2 separate regions of the Mus musculus genome follow, and region 1 is linked to region 2. The links are chromatin contacts, called in public Hi-C maps. All regions are on one chromosome and are shown on one strand. The core of a region is the stretch at or near the end of the contact, and the rest is flanking DNA. Distances in the headings are between cores, read along the strand shown.

The links. Hi-C and Micro-C count contacts between places; a contact is called where the count stands out from the background.
Region 1: a Hi-C map of cortical neurons shows a contact between it and region 2, with 2.6 times the contacts expected there. The contact joins two enhancer-like sites.

What each region holds. Positions count from the first base shown.
Region 1 is chr2:77,588,145-77,591,324 of GRCm38.p6, reverse strand. The region is part of intron 3 of Zfp385b (zinc finger protein 385B); the gene reads left to right. Among named protein-coding and RNA genes, the nearest start is that of Gm13944, 130 kb to the right of the region's middle. Within about 2 kb of position 1,629, at least 29 of the 459 cell types and tissues checked have an H3K27ac peak or open chromatin away from gene starts, as enhancers often do. A contact at or near this core is called in cortical neurons, where this site is marked.
Region 2 is chr2:77,054,993-77,058,514 of GRCm38.p6, reverse strand. It overlaps Ccdc141 (coiled-coil domain containing 141), which reads left to right. Exons shown (of 24, transcript NM_001025576.3): 10 at 503-622. Among named protein-coding and RNA genes, the nearest start is that of Gm39862, 14 kb to the left of the region's middle. Within about 2 kb of position 1,859, at least 16 of the 459 cell types and tissues checked have an H3K27ac peak or open chromatin away from gene starts, as enhancers often do. A contact at or near this core is called in cortical neurons, where this site is marked.

The DNA of each region.
Region 1 (3,180 bases), core at 380-2,879, 530 kb before region 2:
ACCCTGTCTCAAAGGAAAAAAAAAAGATTTTGGTTTGGGCATCAAAGCTAGAGTTGAGCCACACAACTGGTGAGTCTCTGAAGAAACAATAAAGCCAGCTGTACTGGGATGACCAGCTCAGCTCCAAAGGAAAATAAGGTTCTTACATGTGAGATGTAGTCAATATTCGGAAGACATAGGCACGCAGGTCTCAGTGAGTTCGAAGCCAGCATGGGCTACATAGTGTGATCCCATCTCATGAGACATAGAGAGAGTAAGGAGGAAAGAATAAAAACAAATATTCTTGGTAATGCACTGGCCATCTAGAGACATGACTTTCATGACAGCATAAAAATGATTATCTGACTGCTATTTTGTTTTTAAAGTCGTTTTTTATGTAAGTCCAATTTAGAAGGAAATATAAGGTATTTGTTTAATAGAATCGTTAAGGTCTAATGCCTCTTTGTGAAGTAAATTATGTGGCTACAGTTTATTTAGTAATCAGAGTTTAATTGGGAGCCAAAGTCCATCTGTTTTCAGCAGTGGTATGTGTGTGCGTGTGCGTGTGCATGTGCGTGTGTGTGTGTGTGTGTGTGTGTGTATGTATTGTATGAATGATCAGGGAGGTGGACATCGGACAAAACAAAAAGAAACAAGAGGTAAGAAATACAGCATCAGGTCATACCATGAACCTGTCTGCTAAAAGCAGGACGGTTGATTTCAGTAATCACTACCCATAGCTGATCTACACTGCCAAACCCCAGCCTACAGCTTTTCTGCTGTTTCTGTTCCATGGGGATTTGCTCTCTGTTCCTGTCTCTTGATGTTACTCATCCATGGTTTAGGGGGAGGCTGGCATAGTCATCCATGCTTACAGTGTTAGCATTTAGTAGTCAGAGACAGAAAGCTTGGGAGTTAGGTGCCAGCCTGGTCTGTAGAGTGAGTTCAAGTTCAGCCTAAGCTACCTAGCAAGAGACACTCTCTTAGTGGGAAGAAAAGAAATGGAAAGAGAGAGAAAGGGAGGAAAAGGGAAGAAAAGAAACGTTGGTGATAAAGCTTGGGTTAAGCTAAGTCAAGCCTTGGATTCAAGAAATGCTGGGGAAGGGAAAGTCAAGCTCTTTGGTCCCTGCTAGTGAGAAATGGACTTTGTCTCCCAACATGACTCAGAATTTGTCAGAGACTTACCCCTTAGATTTCAGGCTTTCTAGAACACGCAGGTAAATGTCTACTAAAATTTCCTTTTAGTCATTCATATAATTTTAAATCTCTGGGCAATTTTGAGAGCTAAATTCACAGGAAAAGAGAATCTGGTTGTTCTTAACTGTGGGACCCAAGAGTGCAGTGCTGATCGGGGTGGAAGACTCAAGTGAAGCTGTGAGTATATCATCATGCTTAGTGCCAAGTCACTGGCGTTTGAGTTTTGGTGCTGAGTATATTCTATGGTTGGTACTATGTTTTGTATAGAATAATTGAAAATAAATCCAACTGTTCGGAACTTCGTCACGTAGATGCCCTCCAACCGCTCCCGTGAAAGTCATGATCATGACCATGGAGCAGAAATTGGCTTTCACAGGCACCAGCTGGGTGGGCATGTCCTTCTCTGCACCAGGCTCGCTGCCAGCCACTCCCGTGCTTGCCGCAGCTGCTGCCCCTCCTGAGCGCAGGCCAGTCGTCTCTGCCTCTTGCTCCCTGACAATCCCAGTTACAGGGAATGCTGCCAGACCATACTCCGGTGTGGCAGTTGGGCAAGTGAGGGCAAGGGAAGATTACCCAACTAGTTGTGATTAAAAACTCCTAATCTTACACATGCAGCTTAAAATACCACCATTCTGCATGTACAGAATGGGAACCAAAATAACTCTCCCTAGCTTCAAAAATACATAGTTAGAACTAAAATAATTTCTTCAGCCCTTCCTGGGAGGATGCCTACCCAAGCTACCCGAGGCCTAAACTTAGAAAATAAGGTTTATTTTTAACTGTGGTACCTCTCAGAGCTATTCCAGGCAGCTTTCTTAGGGATTTTCCTATGTCATTAAATGCCACAGACAAGTATGTGCTGCACAAAGCTGGATTTTGTCTGTGTTACCTTTAAGAATAAATCCAAGTAATTCCAAGGGCTTGTTTACAGCAGCAGTCTAAGCCAGGCTGAAGGTGCCAGGGTGACGGTTGTCTGATGGAGGTGACCCTGGGCTACTTCTGGGACTGGGATGCTACATGACATTCTTATTAATGGTTGCATGTCTTGAGATCAGATTTTATTCCTCACCATGAGCCCTCGAGTCCTTTGTAATTTGCATAAGTGCTCAGAACTGGGCTGAATTTTCTTTACCCCAGTATATTTTGCATTATAAGAGAAAAAAAAAGCAAGCAGGCTTTTGGTAAGCAAATATTGGCTTGCATAATGAGCTACAACTTATAGCCAGGATTACTGTTTAAAATTATGGCTTAGGATGCTATGGAAGATCTAGCAGTCCTGGGAAATCAGTGACTTTAGCCTGTCTCATTTATAGCCACATGCCACATGTCAACATTGTCATCATCAGCCACATGAATGACAGTGGTCTCGGAAGACAATGGTGAGAACAGAATGCATTCCTCCTCTGTTGGTGCTGATGCTGATGTAGGGAACAGTTCTGCATACCAGTCATTTTGAAAATAGCATCTGCAATTAGGTATGACACATAATTCTTTATAAGTATAATTTACTACACTATGCCACTGATATTCTTAGTGTTCTAGTTCGGAACCCAGGCTCATATACTACAAGCCAATGTGTTGTATTTTGCCAGCAGAAGTCTCATATATCCTTTTACCTCAAGTCTTGTTAGTCAAGAGGCTAAGTTGAATTTTTTTTTAACCTAAGCCACTTGGGTATATATATATATATATATATATATATATATATACACACTATAATGTTCACCCACAATGACATTGTCTAGGGACACATTCTCTGGATATCCATCATCAAGTGGCCCATGGCTGTATAATTTTATAGTTTTTGCAACATTCATGGACACTAAGCTTACTTCCTGTGATCAAATTGATGTAACGTTTGTCATGGAGCAGACATCCCAGACATTGCCAGTGGCTCAAACAGTCTTTCATCTTGTTTGCAAAGTGAATTTGCGACATGCACAATGTACTAGAACAACAGTTCTCAACCTGTTGGTTGTGACCTTGTTGTAGTCAAACAACCCT
Region 2 (3,522 bases), core at 610-3,109:
AATTCCCTCAATTCATCAGTGAAATGATTCAAGTAGGTCCCTGCTTTCACTATCGTCTGGACAGGGCATTTCCCAGAGCTCCCCAGCTTTAAATACAACTGTCTGTAGGGTAGTCTAACACCTCCGTTTGGAATGCTTGCTTACTTGTGCCAGCAAATTGGTCTCATTCAACATACAGATGAATTCATCTCTGCTAACATGTTAGCAAGTATATTATCATCCTCTGTGGGCAATATAGAAAAGCTCTTCATGGGTATGCAGGGATGATAGCTTGTAGTCATTGCTGTCAGTGAAAGACTATATTTATAGCTTATCAGTATGGCATCATATGAAGATCAGCATTATCAAAATATGAAATTCTTCAAAATTTAAAGCTATTTTATACAAAAATGATATACATTTAAAATACAATGGTGATGTATGGAACAATATTTCCTTATATGTACACTCCTTTATATAAGTATATATTTTTAAGACTACAATATATTCTCTATTCCCTAAGGTGGAAATGTCAATTCAGGAAATCAGGCCCATTCTTGCTACCACATTGGATGTTGCTTCCAGCCCTTCTGAATCAGAGAAGATTTTAAATAAATATCTGGAATTGGATATCCAAGTCAAGGTAAATGAAAGTTATTTCTAGGACCATAATGTTGAAAATAATTATTTAAAAACAATTTCCAAAGATATGGCATTTAGTTCCAGCTCCCTTAAGAGCTGCAATTATAGCCGGGCGGTAGTGGAGGATGCCTTTAATACCAGCACTTGGGAGGCAGAGGCAAGTGGATTTCTGAGTTTGAGGCCAACCTGGTTTACAAAGTGAGTTCCAGGACAGCCAGGGCTATATAGGGCTAACCCTGTCTCGAAAAACCAAAAAAAAAAAAAAAGAGCTGTAATTATAAGTTAATACAGATAATGACATGAAAATCACATACACTGTTATGTGTGTCTAAGTTGTGTGTATTTTTTTGTGTCCATTTATTAGCATATTTATTGCAACTGTAGGCAACTGTAGTTTTCAGATTCTTAGCTGGCATTGGTTCTCTGCCTGAGAACAGACTCGTGTTAGCAACACTTTCGAGGTGCCAGACTAGGCAGGAAAGCACTCCTCTAAGATTGTGACTTCTTACAAGAATTTCACAATAAAATCACACAGAATTTCCAGAAACAACATGCGTCATCTGCAATCTTTAATAAGGCAAATCTAAACTTGCTTCACCTCCATATTCAGACACTGAGTGCCCGCCCCAAGTGTGGCTCTGCCTTGGATTTAGAGACTCCTGCCAGGCCGGAGCTTCTCACACTTCCTAAGGCTGTGGCCCCTTAACACAGTTCTTCATGTGGTGGTGACCCCCAACCATAAAACTGTAATTTTGCTGTTATGAATCATAATGTAAATTATATGCAAGTTATCTGTTTGGTGACCCCCCAAGGGGGTTGCACCCCACAGGTTGAGAACCTCTGCCCTAGAGGTTCCAAATCTACACTGTCTGCCTGCCCTGTAGAATTTTAAAGTGAGTGCCTCCCCCGCACCCCACTCACCTGCATCAGCAAGAAAAACCCCATTTCTCCTGGTTTCCACAGAAGACCCTCACTCAAAACAGCCCCCTCCCTGTGGATAGGCACACTGGTTTTTTTTTTTTTCTTTCCTCCTTATTAGAATAGGATTTAGAAACATCTTCATTTAAAATGCCTAAGCCTTGTCTGAAGGCATTCTCTGTTTAGAATTTAGAAGCATGAGAGAGAACTCAGGGGGAGAAATCCCTTGCTCCTCGTTTTTCTGCAGTGTGTTGTCACGAAGCAGGACTGGCAAATTGCAGCTCAGTGCAGTCAGTGGGGTTCCTGGCAAGCATGTTAACACAATGGGGAAGATGTCCCTTGTGCTGCAAGTGAGAGCACAAACATTTTAATTCTGCTTCATTCCTCCCTTGTTCTCGGGAAGTTTTGCAGGGATTTCTTTCTGTGGCTCTTAGTCATGTATCACTCAGTGATGACGATGCACTCTGAGAACCGGGCCGTTGCACGATTTGGCTGGTGTTGTGTGAGCATCACAGTGTGCACTTAACACAGACGTAGGCAGTCGCCAGACATTGTTCCTTGATGCCGTAGAGAAATGTAAACACCGTGTATGAAGCTGCTGCCAGCTCAAGCAGGTCTCCTCCCTTAAAGTACATTTCTCCTATGTGTAGAAGAATCCTCCAACAATAAAAATAGTGATAGCAAATATATGAACCAGTAACACAGTTAATTAGGAAGCATTATGTGCTGCACATAATTATATATGCTGTACTTTTATATGGCCGGCAATAATAATTTTGTTTATACACCGTTGGAATAGACATGCAGGTAATGTATTAAAAGGGATCAGAAAGACCAGCTCTCCCTAAGGGCAATTAACTAGGAGTTAAGCACTGTTAAATATTATTAAGAATGCTAATGCTATGACAGGTCTTTATTGTAAGCACCTTTTAGTGTTTACTTTCCCCACAAATAAGCTAAGCTGCTGGGAACCTGGCCAGTTTGAGCTTTTGATTGACAGCTGTCAGATTCTTCTTTGTATCCCATTACCTTGAATGGGGGCTGTTAGCTTAATAATCCCTCTTACTGGCTACTGGCTAAACTGTCATAGTGGGATCTTGGCTTTGAGCACTTCATGGATGCCTTAAAGAAGCTAGACTTGGGTACAAGGAGTACAGCGATCAGGACTGTGGCTGAGGCCATAGGCTTCAGCTTCTGGGGGCCTTGCTCTAGACCAGGGATCTCAACCCGTGGGTCATAGCCCCATTGGGAGGAAGAGTAGGGCTCAGCCTCAACCCAAACCTTGAGAGGCTGGACCTACAGGAGGCTTGTCAGTGGTGCTTTTAAAGAGCTTGTGATTGAGACAGTAGGGAAGTTCACATATCCAGGCTGTCACTGAGAGAGAGATTCAAAACGTAAGCACCAGCATGCCATGTCCCCTCTCTACCTGTGCAAGCAGGTTGTTTGTCTGAGGAGTCCCTCTCCTTCATGATATCCCTCTGTGTTTTAACAGTAGGACCCAAGAAGTTCCTCTCCTGAATGATATCTTAGTTTACTTGTGGTCTGTATCGTGGGTAGAGCAGGCTGAACTGAATTGTATAATGGTCAGGTAAGACCCCTGGGGCTTCCGACACTGGTGGCAGAGGCAACAGCAGTGGCAAAGAAGTAGCAGAACTGAAGAGTGAGTGTCAGAGGGTGCCCGGGAGCTGAGAGCCTGATGTCTGGAGCTAAGGCCTGCATAGCAACACCAATGGCAGAATCCTAGGGTAGCTAAGAAAAGTCTGAGAAGCCAAGAGACAGGGAAGCTCTAAAAGCTGGAGCTGAGAGTTCAAGCATTGTAAGCTAGGCTTGCTAGGAGCTTTCAAGAGTTCTACCATGGACCGAGGAGCCCAGAGTCCCAGCACAACACATCTCAGGAGCCGTAAACTGCTTACTGGGTCTTGATTCTCTATGTCCCCGGGGCATTATGCGTCTACCTTAAGCACCAGAACAAAAGGTCTTCAG